Linked DNA regions of Pan troglodytes: region 1 is linked to region 2. The links are chromatin contacts, called in public HiChIP or PLAC-seq maps. All regions are on one chromosome and are shown on one strand. Each heading gives the region's core, a stretch centred on a gene start, on an enhancer-like site or on the middle of the called end of the contact. The rest is flanking DNA. Distances are from core to core; before and after follow the strand shown.

What was found. HiChIP or PLAC-seq counts read pairs in DNA pulled down with a chosen protein or histone mark.
Region 1: an H3K4me3 HiChIP or PLAC-seq map of stem cell-derived excitatory neurons shows a contact between it and region 2, with 5 times the contacts expected there. The contact joins the promoter of ALS2 here to the promoter of CASP8 in region 2. A contact is called at or near these places in 1 of 7 Hi-C or Micro-C datasets (stem cell-derived neural progenitor cells) and 1 of 1 datasets of contacts at active chromatin or transcription factors (stem cell-derived excitatory neurons).

The regions. Positions count from the first base shown.
Region 1 is chr13:103,810,520-103,816,715 of NHGRI_mPanTro3-v2.0_pri, reverse strand. ALS2 (alsin Rho guanine nucleotide exchange factor ALS2) reads left to right here and starts at 4,886. Exons shown (of 34, transcript NM_001079920.1): 1 at 4,886-4,948.
Region 2 is chr13:103,261,792-103,267,669 of NHGRI_mPanTro3-v2.0_pri, reverse strand. It overlaps CASP8 (caspase 8), which reads right to left and starts at 2,063. Exons shown (of 10, transcript XR_010150205.1): 1 at 1,904-2,063; 2 at 1,414-1,510.

The DNA.
Region 1 (6,196 bases), core at 3,637-6,136, 550 kb before region 2:
GTAATCCCAGCTACTTGGGAGCTTGAGGTGGGAGGATCACTTGACCCTAGGATGTCAAGGCTGCAGTGAGCCAAGATTGTGCCACTGTACTTCAGCCTTGGCGATGGAGCAAGACCCTGCCAAAATAAAGTTTAAAAGCTTTAAAAATAAGTAAAGAGCATATGATTAAAAATTTAAACAGCACAAAATGGCATAGAGGGAAAAGTGAATTTTCTTCTCCCTCTTGTTCCTGATTCCCCTCCGCAGTGGTAGCCACTCTTTATCCTTTCAGAGCTAATACATGCATATACTAGGATAAAAATATATGTTATACCTATCTATTTGTTGATAACGAAAATTAAAATCCTGAGTCCCCCACCCAACTGAATGGACCCTCTTTTGGCCAAGGGGACCCCTGAGAAACCTTAAAAACTGAGTTCCTGGCAATGGCAGAGTCAGACATGCCTCATTATAACCCCTCCCTTCTGTGGCTTAGACACGTGACGAGCCGTTAAAATAGAGATCACAAGACTGATTGAACAGACTCTTTGTGGCAATAAGATACCAAATTACAAACAGGATCTAAGGCCACACCAGGAAAGGGTTGTCACACACCCCTACACTTAAAGAATAACCTATGTTCTGGGCCAGGTGCAGTGGCTCGCACCTGTTTGGGAGGCCAAGGTGGGAGAACTGTTTGGACCCAGGGGTTTGAGACCAGTCTGGGCAACAGAGTGAGACCCTGTCTCTACAGAAAAAAAAAAAAAATTAATTAACTGAGTGTGGTGGCATGCACCTATAGTCTCATCTACTCGGGAGGCTGAGGTGGGAGGATTGCCTGAGCCCAGAAGGTTGAGGCTACAGTGAGCCATGTTCATGCCACTGCACTCCAGCCTGGGTGTCAGAGTAAGATCCTGTCTCAAAGATGAATGAATGAATGAGCTATGTTCTAACTGCCAAAGGTTTCTTTCTTTCTTTTTTTTTTTTTTCCTAGCAGCTAAACAAGTGCTGGCATTGAGATAAGCAATATTAAAACAATTGCAGCTCATTTACCACCAGACGCTGACTAACTGAGCCTCTGTCCCACAAGCCATAACTATAGCTTTGATTGGACAAGACACTGATTTCAGTAACTTTCTCCTGATAAGAGACCACCGGCCATGGACTGGTTCTGGCTAGTTCACAGTGGCTGAGCACTTAAGTGCCTTTGTATTCCTGCTTCACCTTCAACATTAAATGCATTACATAATTATAATTGCCCTCTATATCAAAATGATATTATAATTATGTAATGCAATTAATGTTAAGTCTCTATCCCAAAGTGAACATGGGGTGCATGTAACATGCATGCTATTCAGTATACATGTGTCAGGACCCCCCTTAGTGAATATTCAATCTGTTCAATGTGTATGTTTAGCCAACCCATTCAGCTCCTGCCTTAATCGTTCCTCCTTCAAAATGCCTGCTAATGGTCTCTACTGTAGGCTATACTTCCAAGCCTGTCAGTATGGCCACCTTGCAGGTTATAACTCTTTATAAGAAAAGAAGTCTCAGCGGGGTGCAGTGGCTCACGCCTGTAATCTCAGCACTTTGGGAGGCCGAGACGGGTGGATCACGAGGTCAGGAGTTTGAGACCAGCCTGGCCAGCATGGTGAAACCCCATCTCTACTGAAAATACAAACATTAGTTGGGTGTGGTGGCGCGTGCCTGTAATCCCAGCTAATCGGGAGGTTGAGGCAGGAGAATCACTTGAACTTGGGAGGCGGAGGTTGTAGTGAGCTGAGATCGAGCCACTGCACTCCAGCCTGGGTGACAGAGCAAGACTCTGTCTCAGAAAAAAAACAAAACACGAAGTCTCCTTTCTAAATCTGAGACAATTTGTATATCTCAAATTTAGAAAGGTGATTCTTCAGTTTACACTATCTTCCAACCTACCTATCTCTCTCCTGAAAAGACATACATAACACACAATTGGTAGACTACTATGGACAGGACTTAGCATCTAGCTTTTTTCTCTTATCTCCTAATTTCCAGATCATTCCATATCAGTATATAGAGATCATCCTCTTTGTTTTAGATGGTTGCATAGAATGCTTCCATTCTATGAGGGTACCATTAGATTACAAAATGAGAAGATGACTATTGATTTCAGTAGACTTAAGGAAATGGTGAGGAAGACTGGGAAGTCAGAAAGTAGAGGTAGGAAATGAGGTTGGAAAGGAAAGAAGGCAGAAAGTAAAAAAATTAAAGATGAGATAGATAGCAGGTTTATACACTGTAAGTATATAGGAATAAGAAGACAGGCAGAGGTTGAAAATACATGAAGGAGAAGGGATAAGTAATGGAAATGTAAATAAAAAAATGAAATTCTTAGCCCCCCCAACCAACTGAATAGATCTCCCTCCACCCTCCTTGGCCAAGGGGATCCTAAAGAAAACCTTAAAAACTAGTTAAGGCCATGATGGGAAGGCAGGTTGGACATACCTCATTATATCCTCTCCCTTTGGAGTTTAGACCAGCATTAAAGTGGTCTAAACCATTTTCATGAAATGAAAATAGAGATCATAAGACTGACAAAATAGACTCTTGTAGCAATAAGATTATCCAACTCTAACTTGACTATGGTATAGCATTACAAGACAGATAGTGGGCCCTGAAGAAAATAAAAATATTTTACCCCAAAATATATTTCTTTGACATATTTTGAAATGACCCTGCAAAGCTGTCTCTTGTTGGGGGAATTTGCATTTTATACAGAATCACTTTCCTTTTTCAGGTCTTTTCTTGATCCAGGAGAGATTTAACCAAGAGTCTTGACACATTTTAAGGTCCTATAACATATGCTACCTGGAAGCTTCATCTACGTAACAAGAACCTTGGCTTCTATAACCCCCTTCATTTTAACTCAAACATTTCTTTCTGCTAACTTCAACTCTTTAGGAAAAGCTTAGCTTTTTCAACCCATCATAAAGTCTCTGAATCCACCTATAATCTGTGAGCACCACCGGCCCCCCATGTATTGATCTATGTCTTTGCCTATAACTTCTGTCTCTCTAAAATGTATAAAACCAAGCTATAACCCAACCACCCTGGGCACATGTTCTCAGGACTTCTTGAGGCTGTGTCCCAGGCCATGGTTACTCATGTTTCGATCAGAGTATATTTAACCTCTTCAAATATTTTATAAAGTTTGTCTTTTTTCATCAACAGAACAAAGTCTTTCCTTTGGGGAGATTAGGGATCCTGAGTTCAGGATCTTCTAAGAAGAAAGAGGGAGAAGAAAAGGACTCGGTGAAAAGGAGCCGGGCTCGGTGGCTCGCGCCTGTAATCCTAGCACCTTGGGAGGCTGAGGCACGTGGATCAATTGAGGTCAGGAGTTCGAGACCAGGCTGGCCAACATGGTGAAATCCCATCTCTACTACAAACACAAAAATTAGCCGGGTGTAGTGGCGGGCACCTGTAATCCCAGCTATTTGGGAGGCTGAGGCAGGAGAATCGCTTGAACCTGGGAGGCGGAGGTTGCAGTGAGCCGAGATCGCGCCACTGCACTCCAGCCTGGGCGACAGATCGAGACTCCCTGTAAACAAAACAAAACAAATCAAAACTGGTTGCAGGTAGGTTTTGTGGTAGTGGCTGATGGGATTTGGGATTTAAGGAAATTCACCTCTAGTGGTCTCACTTTCCTCAGAGATGTAAGAGACAAAATTTTTTATTTTTATTTTTACCAAAGCGGGTGAGTGAGTAGAGTTCAGTAAGAGGTTAGAAGAGCGTGAGGGCTGGGAACAGCAGGGGAGGGGAATAGGAGATAATCTGAGTAGCAATGTGTAAACGTGACTGTCTTAGGCTCAGCAATATTGCGTAGTCGCACATGGAAGTCCCGACTGAAGTTGGACACTTTTCGTTCGCAGTGGTGCCAATTTTCAGGGTTGTGTGATTTTCTGCACCGATGCAGGAGTGTGCAAGGTTGGTTGAACTGTTGCAGACTAACAGTTTTGCAGGTGGGCGAAGGATCAGGGAGGAAATTGAGTTGAGGGTGTTGGTGAATAGGATATAGGAGTTTCAGAACCCGACTACACATCTGTCGTTGATGGTCTAAATATTTGCATGTTTGCAGGTCCAGCGATGGCACAATGCCTAGCAGCAGAAGGTTTCCACCCACTGTGCGACATGAGTGGCAGCCCTGGAAAATCATAAAATCATGGGAGGACTTGAGAGTGCAGGCTGGGTGGGGTGGGACTGTGGCTGCGAAAAACAGTGTTATGAAACTGCGCGGGACAAGAAAGCTGATTTTACTGATTGTATATTGGGGAGTACTACGGGAATCACTGGAGAGGCCACTTCATTTTCTCCTATCCCACCCCATCTTTTGGGGTTGCAACTAACCAGTAAGTTTACACATTGAGAATACAATGGCGAAACGGGGCCGCGAGGCGATGACGTCATTCGCGGGAGTTTGGGGGAGAAGCGACCACTGTTAGGGTACTGTCCATAAAGGCAATTTGAAAATATTTCAGCCTTTTTACTTTTATACTTCCGGCCCTTGCAGTTTGAGGTGGTAACAAACGACTGCTGCTCCCAACCACTTTCACCACTGCCTGTTACCATGGAAGCGCTCGGGTAGCTAGGCTTGGACGACTCTATTCTACGTCATCATCAAAGCGCATCTCAGGAATGATAGCTCCGCCCTAAACTAAGGGAGAGGCTGTGCTCCCAAGTACGTAGCCTGCAGTGCCTAACGCATTCTCAGTAATTTTGACCCCCAACAGACGCCGTCGACAGTCTCCCAAGAACAATTCCCAGGAGCTCGGATTCCAAGAGCCGCCCGCGCCCTCGTTTACCCTCGCTAGTCGCCCTGCAGCCCCGCCCTGTCCGGAGGCCCCGCCCTCCATGAATCAGCTGATCCCGCGGACCCACTGGGTTGCCAAGCTCGCGCCGGATGCGGAGCGCGGTGCTGCCGGTGGAGCTTCAGGTGAGCGAGCGTGGGTCCCGGGTTGGCTATTGGCTAAGGAGGGCTTATCGGCTGGGACCCCTTGTATGCGGAAGGCCGGGGACAGGGAGCTAGGCGGAGGCTGTGGTCGAGGCCGGAGAGCGCCCTGCGGGGGCCTGCGGAGACGGCGCCCGCATTTTCCCAGCTCTGGGTGCGATCGACTGCTCCTGCCGGTCCAGCAGCGCCCGAGGCGGCCCCTGCCTTGGCCCCAGGTTCTCCCACTTGCCCCGGTCTCTCCCTCGCCAGACTGGGCGCCGCTGCAGTGGTCTCAGCTGCGTGAAATTCCTTCAAGTCCCCTCTTCCCGCCTCCACCCACGCTGCCTTCCAGCTATTCATTCACGAGAATTTCTTGAATGCCCACACTAGGCGCTGAGCTGATAAACTGGGGTCCGTGGCCGGGAACCCTGCTGAGTGTCCCTGGCGGCCTTGCCACAGGGTGCAAATCGCGTTGAAGAGTGGACCAAGGGCTACTTGAAAAGGCGGTTGCGGAGAAAGAAAATGGCTTTGATAATAAGAATTAGTAGTTTAGGCAAGTCTTTGAGCCTATCAAGTAATTCATCAAGAGGAGAAGATAAGTTATTTTGAGAAGCGAAGCCAGAAAAATAACACAGGTCCTTGACGCTGGTGTTCGTCCTCGGATAATAGGGCTACTTTGGAGACAGGCAACAGTAGACTGGTAGAATCGTACTATTGCTTAAGGCTTTGATGGTGGAAGAGAAAAAACACTCTTGTTGAAGTGGCATATCCAAGAACAGTGCTTTCTTTCTGGTTTAGGATGGAGAAGGAACTGACTGCTGTACCCAAGTGAAGATCTTTACTCAGTTACCCTTATATTTGGCTATATGGAATAAAATTGTGTGATATGTTTATTCTGAGCAGGTACAAAACTTCAGCAAACCTATTGGTCCCACATTTCCCCCCCCCCCCCATTTATCATATGATTTGGAGTGACCGGTTGACCTTTGAATTAATGAATAATTTAAAGCAGTGAAAAATTTGTTTTTGCAGTAAACTACAGTGTTTTAACCTTGATAACATAAGCATAGTGGTTAAGAGTCTAGGCTTTGTATCTGAACATACCCAGAGTCACATCCATTTACATCTTTGATTTTGGGCAAGTTATTTAATCTCTCTGCCTCAGTTCTCTTGTCTCTAAATTGGGGATAAAAATGTTTTCCTGATAACAGTACCTTTACATGTAATGGTTCATGTATCGTATTTATTACAGTG
Region 2 (5,878 bases), core at 814-3,313:
GTCTAAAAGAAATCAAGAAAGTAGAGAAAACTGAATTGACGTCACAAATAAAAAACAACTGGAAATATAGTAGATTTTAGCCCAATTATATTGACAATTACATTAAATGAAAATGGACTAAATACTGTAATTTTAAGAAAAGTACCTTCCAGAATACATTTTTCTATAATAAAAGAAAAACTTGAACAATACACCACTTACGGCAGACACATTTCAAGTATAAGAACACCGAAACACTGAAAGTATAAGGATGGAAAAAGATGTACCAACTGATATCATTATACTAATATCACATAAGGCAGACATAAAGGAAAAATGATCCTAATTTAAAATGAGAAATTGACAATCTACAGTCATAGTGTAAGATTTTTATGTTCCCTTCTCGATAATGGGTAAGAAAGACAGACAAGCGGTAGAGTTATACAAGATTTGAACAACACAATTAACCTTGACCTAAATAACATAAAATCTTGACCTAAGTAACATAAAATCAATTATGTTAGTGCCTTTCTTTCCTCATTCATACAGTCACTGTAATAGTGACTCCTGCATGTGAAGGTTATTATGAGAATCAAAAGAGTTAATACATGCAAATTCTTAGAACTCCTGGCATGCAGAGTAAATTCATAATAAGTAGGAACTTAACCAAGAAATAAAATCCTAAGTATATTGCTTTCATCTAGTGGTCACATTATATAAAAATACAAAAATTTTTATAATGTGGTCATATTATCTAAAAATGTGAAATCAGCCGGGTGCAGTGGCTCACGCCTGTAATCCCAGCACTTTGGGAGGCCAAGGTGGGTAGATCACTTGGGGCCAGAAGTTTGAGACCAGCCTGGCCAACATGGTGAGACCCCCCCCATCTCTACTAAAAATACAAAAAAAAAAAAAAAAAAAAAAAAAAAAAATTAGCCAGGCATGGAAGCAGGTGCCTGTAATCCCAGCTACTCAGGAGGCTGAGACACGAGAATCACCTGAACCCGGGAGGCGGAGATTGCAGTGAGCTGAGATCGCGCCACTGCACTCCAGGCTAGGCGACAGAGCAAGACTCCCTCTCAAAAAAAAATAAAAAAGAATAACTTTTCACTATGTGAGCCATTGTCGTTTAGTGCATAATGTCTGCGTACTACCCAGTATCCCCTGCGGCTCCTCCACAGTTGTGGGGTCCCGCACTATAGGAAGACAATGCATTTTAGCTCAGAGTACAGGTCTCAAAAACTTGGCTAAATACTTCCCCCATCCACTCATACCAGTGTACAGGGAACAATAATGGATTAATAACCAAAGAGAGGGCAGGAAGGTCCCAACTGGCATCTGCTCCACTCGGCCCACTGGTGTCTAGATAGGGAACAGTAATAGCGTTCACCACTTCTCTTTCCCCCAAATCTCCTCTGGAAATTCCAGGCTTACCTCAATATTCCCAAGGTTCAAGTGACCAACTCAAGGGCTCAGGCGGCCAAGGCCCAACCTCACGTGCCCAGAAAGTGGACGCACCCAGGGGCTGCTCCTGGAAGGAAGGAGAAATGACGGTGAGTAGAAGCCCATGTCAGCCTCTCTGGCTGGGCCCTCCTTCTACTGATGTCTTGACCCGCAGCCCACAGCCTCTGGGCAAGGAACTAAAGTCGTTTTGAGTCAGCAGGGTCAGACTTCTAGAAGCAGCCAGCTAAGGTAAAATATCTGTCTTCTACTCCCTGGAAAGCAGTCTGGAGAGGTGGAACCGGCCCAGACTTCAGTATCAGGCAGATCTGGATTCAAATCCCAGCTCTGCCTCTCACTTGCTGAGGACTCTAAACACCTCCTTTTGCTCCACCCAGCCTCCATCTTTTCACGTGGAAAAGAACTGCTTGGTAAGGTTGCTGTGGGGAGTGAATAAAGCAATATACATAGTGCTTAATCTCACAGACAGCAGATGCTCCAGAAATGCTAATTCTCTTGCCCACTGGTATTCCTCAGGCAGCCACCAGTCACCTTCTTCTGAAGCTGTTGGCGGGGTACAGGCAGGCAGGAAGCTCAGTCTGAACAACCAGCCTTCAGACCAGCTCAGACACAAGGTGAAACAGAAACCAAAAACTCAGAGCACATGACTTACCTCCTCCAAACCTTTGCTCCAACCACTGCCACTCCCCAGGGAACGCCCTCCCCGTCTCCTCCCGCCCACTGCGGAGAGTGCTCCCATTCTCCACCGTTTATCACACACTTGTTTCTCACTTCCTGGCACTGTGAGTTGTCGTTTATTAACTGGTTTATTTTCTTCTTGGAAAAATAATTTTTTTAAAAAATATACCTTATCTATGCACACAAAGCAGCCCCCCAATTCATGAATGGATATGCTTGTGGTTTGTATTTGCATTTTAATTACTAAGCAATCTGGCTCATCCCTTTGTGCAAAGCATTGCCTTAGGTTACAGTGTAGGAAACTGTATCAGCTCATCCTAGCACTGTTATAAAGAAATACCTAAGACTGGATAATTTATAAAGAAAAGAGGTTTAACTGGCTCACAGTTCCACAGGCTGCACAGGAAGCATAGTGACATCCGCTTCTGGGGAAGCCTCACTGTATTTATTTATTTGAAGGACTGATTTTTTTACAAAGTGAAAACTTCTCCCATGGCCTCTTCAATGCTTCCTTGAGGTCCCCGCTGTTAACATTTTGATTCTTTCAGACTTTTTTCTAGGCTTATAAAGCCATAGTAATTCTTGCTCTGCCACTTACTAGCTGCGTGACCTTGGGCAAGTTACTTAACGTCTCAGTGCCTTCCTCGGCTCATTCATAAAGTAGCTATAATGATTCCTGCATGTGAAGGTTATTATGAGAACAAAATGAGTTAATACATGCAAAATACTTAGCTCCTGGCATGCAGAGTAAAGACATAAATACATAATAAGTAGAAACAAATATTGTTTTATATACAGAGAGAGAAAGAGAGACATCACATATACCATTTTGTTTACAAAAGCAGGGTAAGTATACTGTGCCAGTATCAATCATTGTGTTGCATCTGAGCTCCAATTCCACTCTGTTCTGTTTGGTGACACCAAGCTACATCCCATAAAAAGATCTCCTTTGCCAGCGGCACAATTTTACTGGCTTTGTCAGTAGAGGGCGCCAGAGGGACGGTGCAAGGCCTAGCAGAGGACTGGATTTCTCTTCCGGGTTCTGGTGCTTCTCTTCCTGCTCTTAACGCCATGACTGCCAGCAGCTTGTAGAACCAGTGGTGCTCACCTTCAGGGAACTTTGGCAGCCTCCCAGCGGGCAGCTTTCTGCTCACCAGCCGGGGCTTGCTGACTGCAGACAGCTTGAGTGCTCTTGTACCTTTAGCAGTTAGCCTTCTTTTACTAGTTAATAATTCTTCATATTACATTTTCCCTTTCAAATTACTGGTGTGCTTTCCATCTCTAAGTGGACCCTAACTTTTAGCTCATGCCTAGTATCTATCAGATAGCTTGTAAAATTTATTTAACCATTCCCCTATTGAAGGGAATGTGAGTATTATCGTTTCCAGTTTTCAGCTGTTATACCCTGTGCAGTAGTGAACATGTGTTTTTCATCCACATCACTGTTTTTGAAGGAAAAAAAATCCTGGAAGAGGAATAAATTGCTCTGCCATAGGGTTGTGCATTTAAGTCTTTGAAAAATGTTGTGAAATTGCTCTCCCTATAAGGTTGCACCAATTTATATTTCCAAACGTAGGTTTAAGTGCCCACTTCCCCACACCCTCACCAATTATTATTTTTCTTTAACATTTACTAATCTTAGGGGTAATGTCTCATTGTTTAAGTTTGTTTTGTGCAATTTCTAAGGAGATTGAACATTTTTTCATAACTTCATTGTCAATTTTTATTTTTTCTGTGAAACACATTGCTTATATCCCTTATTCATTTTTTAGTTGGATTGTCACTTTTTTCTAATTCATAGAAATTATTTGTTGATTCATTCCTAAAAGTGTGTATAGTTTTACAGATTTTATTAAGGGCCTTCATTCTTAGTTATGTAGCAAATATTTTCCCCGATTCATTTCATGTCTTTTTTTATGTGATGAAGTACACATAACATAAAAGTTACCATTTTCATCATTTTAAGTGTACAGTTCAGTAACATTAAGTACATTAATACTGATGTGTAACCACCACTCATCGCCAAAACATCTTCATCTTCCTAACCTTCATTGTATGTCTTTAAATTCATTCTTTGTGTCTTATACTATACAGAAGTTTTACATTTTTATCTATTCTAATTTATCAACCTTTTCCTTTATGACTTCTGGCTTTTACATCTTGTGTAGGGAAATTTTTGCTGGTGCTGTATTTTCTATATTTTCTTTTAATACCTTTCTAGACTTGTTTTAACATTTATATCTTTAAGCCATTTGGCATTTTTGTGCTGGTATGCATGGTCTGAGGTGGGCTTCTAACTTTACTTTCTTGCAGGTGGGGACCTGATTATCCTAACACCTTTTTTAAAAAATCCATCTTTTCGCCTGGTGCAGTGGCTCACGTTTGTAATCCCAGCACTTTGGGAGGCCGAAGCAGGCGGATCACAAGGTCAGGAGATCGAGACCATCCTGGCTAACACAGTGAAACCCCGTCTCTACTAATACAAAATATTAGCCGGGCGTGGTGGTGGGTGCCTGTAGTCCCAGCTACTCGGGAGCCTGAGACAGGAGAATCGCTTGAACCTGGGAGGCAGATGTTGCAGTGAGCCGAGATCGCGCCACTGCACTCCAGCCTGGGTGACAGAGCGAGACTCCATCTCAAAAAAGAAAAAAAATCCATCTTTTTTTGATTATTTTATTATGTCACTTTTGCCAAAAAGTACCTGCCTTCTCTCCCAAAGCAGATTATCATTTCCTAGAAGGGAGGGACATTTCTTGTATCCATAAGTTTCCTCCTGACCTGGCAGATTGTACATGTTATACATGTTGGTTGGTGGTATGACTGATAGGAAGCTGAATGAGAACTAGCACATTTTTAACAAAGCAAAGCAGCAGGTATCAGAACTCAGAATCAAATAAAAGCTGTCCCCCAATTCATGAATGGATATGCTTGTGGTTTGTATTTGTGTTTTAATTACTAAGCAATCCGGTTCATCCCTTTGTGCAAAGCATTGCCTTAGGTTACAGTGTAGGAAACTGTATTAGCTCATCCTCACACTGTTACAAAGAAATACCTAAGACTGGATAATTCATAAGGAAAAGAGGTTTAATTGGCTCACAGTTCCATAGGCTGTACAGGAAGCATAGTGGCATCTGCTTCTGGGGAAGCCTCAGAGAGCTTTTATTCATGGCAGAAGGCAAAGCAAGGGCCAGCATCTTACATGGCAGGAACTTGACCAAGAGAGTGGGGAGGTGCCACACACATTTAAACAACCAGATCTCATGAGAGCTCTATCACAAGAACAGCACCAAAGGGATGGTGCTAACCCATTCATGAAGGATCCATCCCCATGATCCAATAACCTCCACCAGGCCCCACCTCTGACATGGGGGATTACCTTGACGTGTGATTTGGGCAGGGACACACATCCAAACCATATCAGAAACAGAGGATGGGTAAGATATTGTTTCTGCCCTTATGAAGTTTGTGATCCCTAAATGCCCATCACTAAGGTGCTAGTTGGAGCACTGATGATCCATACATTCAATGGAGCTGTAGCAGTCATGAAAAGGATCAAGCAGATCTATATGTTCTGTTGCCCAGGCTGGAGTGCAATGGCACGATCTCGGCTCACCGCAACCTCCGCCTCCCAGATTCAAGCGATTCTCCTGCCTCAGCCTCCCTAGTAGCTGAGATTACAGGCATGTGCCACCACGCCTGGCTAATTTTGTATTTTTAGTAGAGACGGGGTTTCTCCACGTTGGTCAGGCTGGTCTCGAAC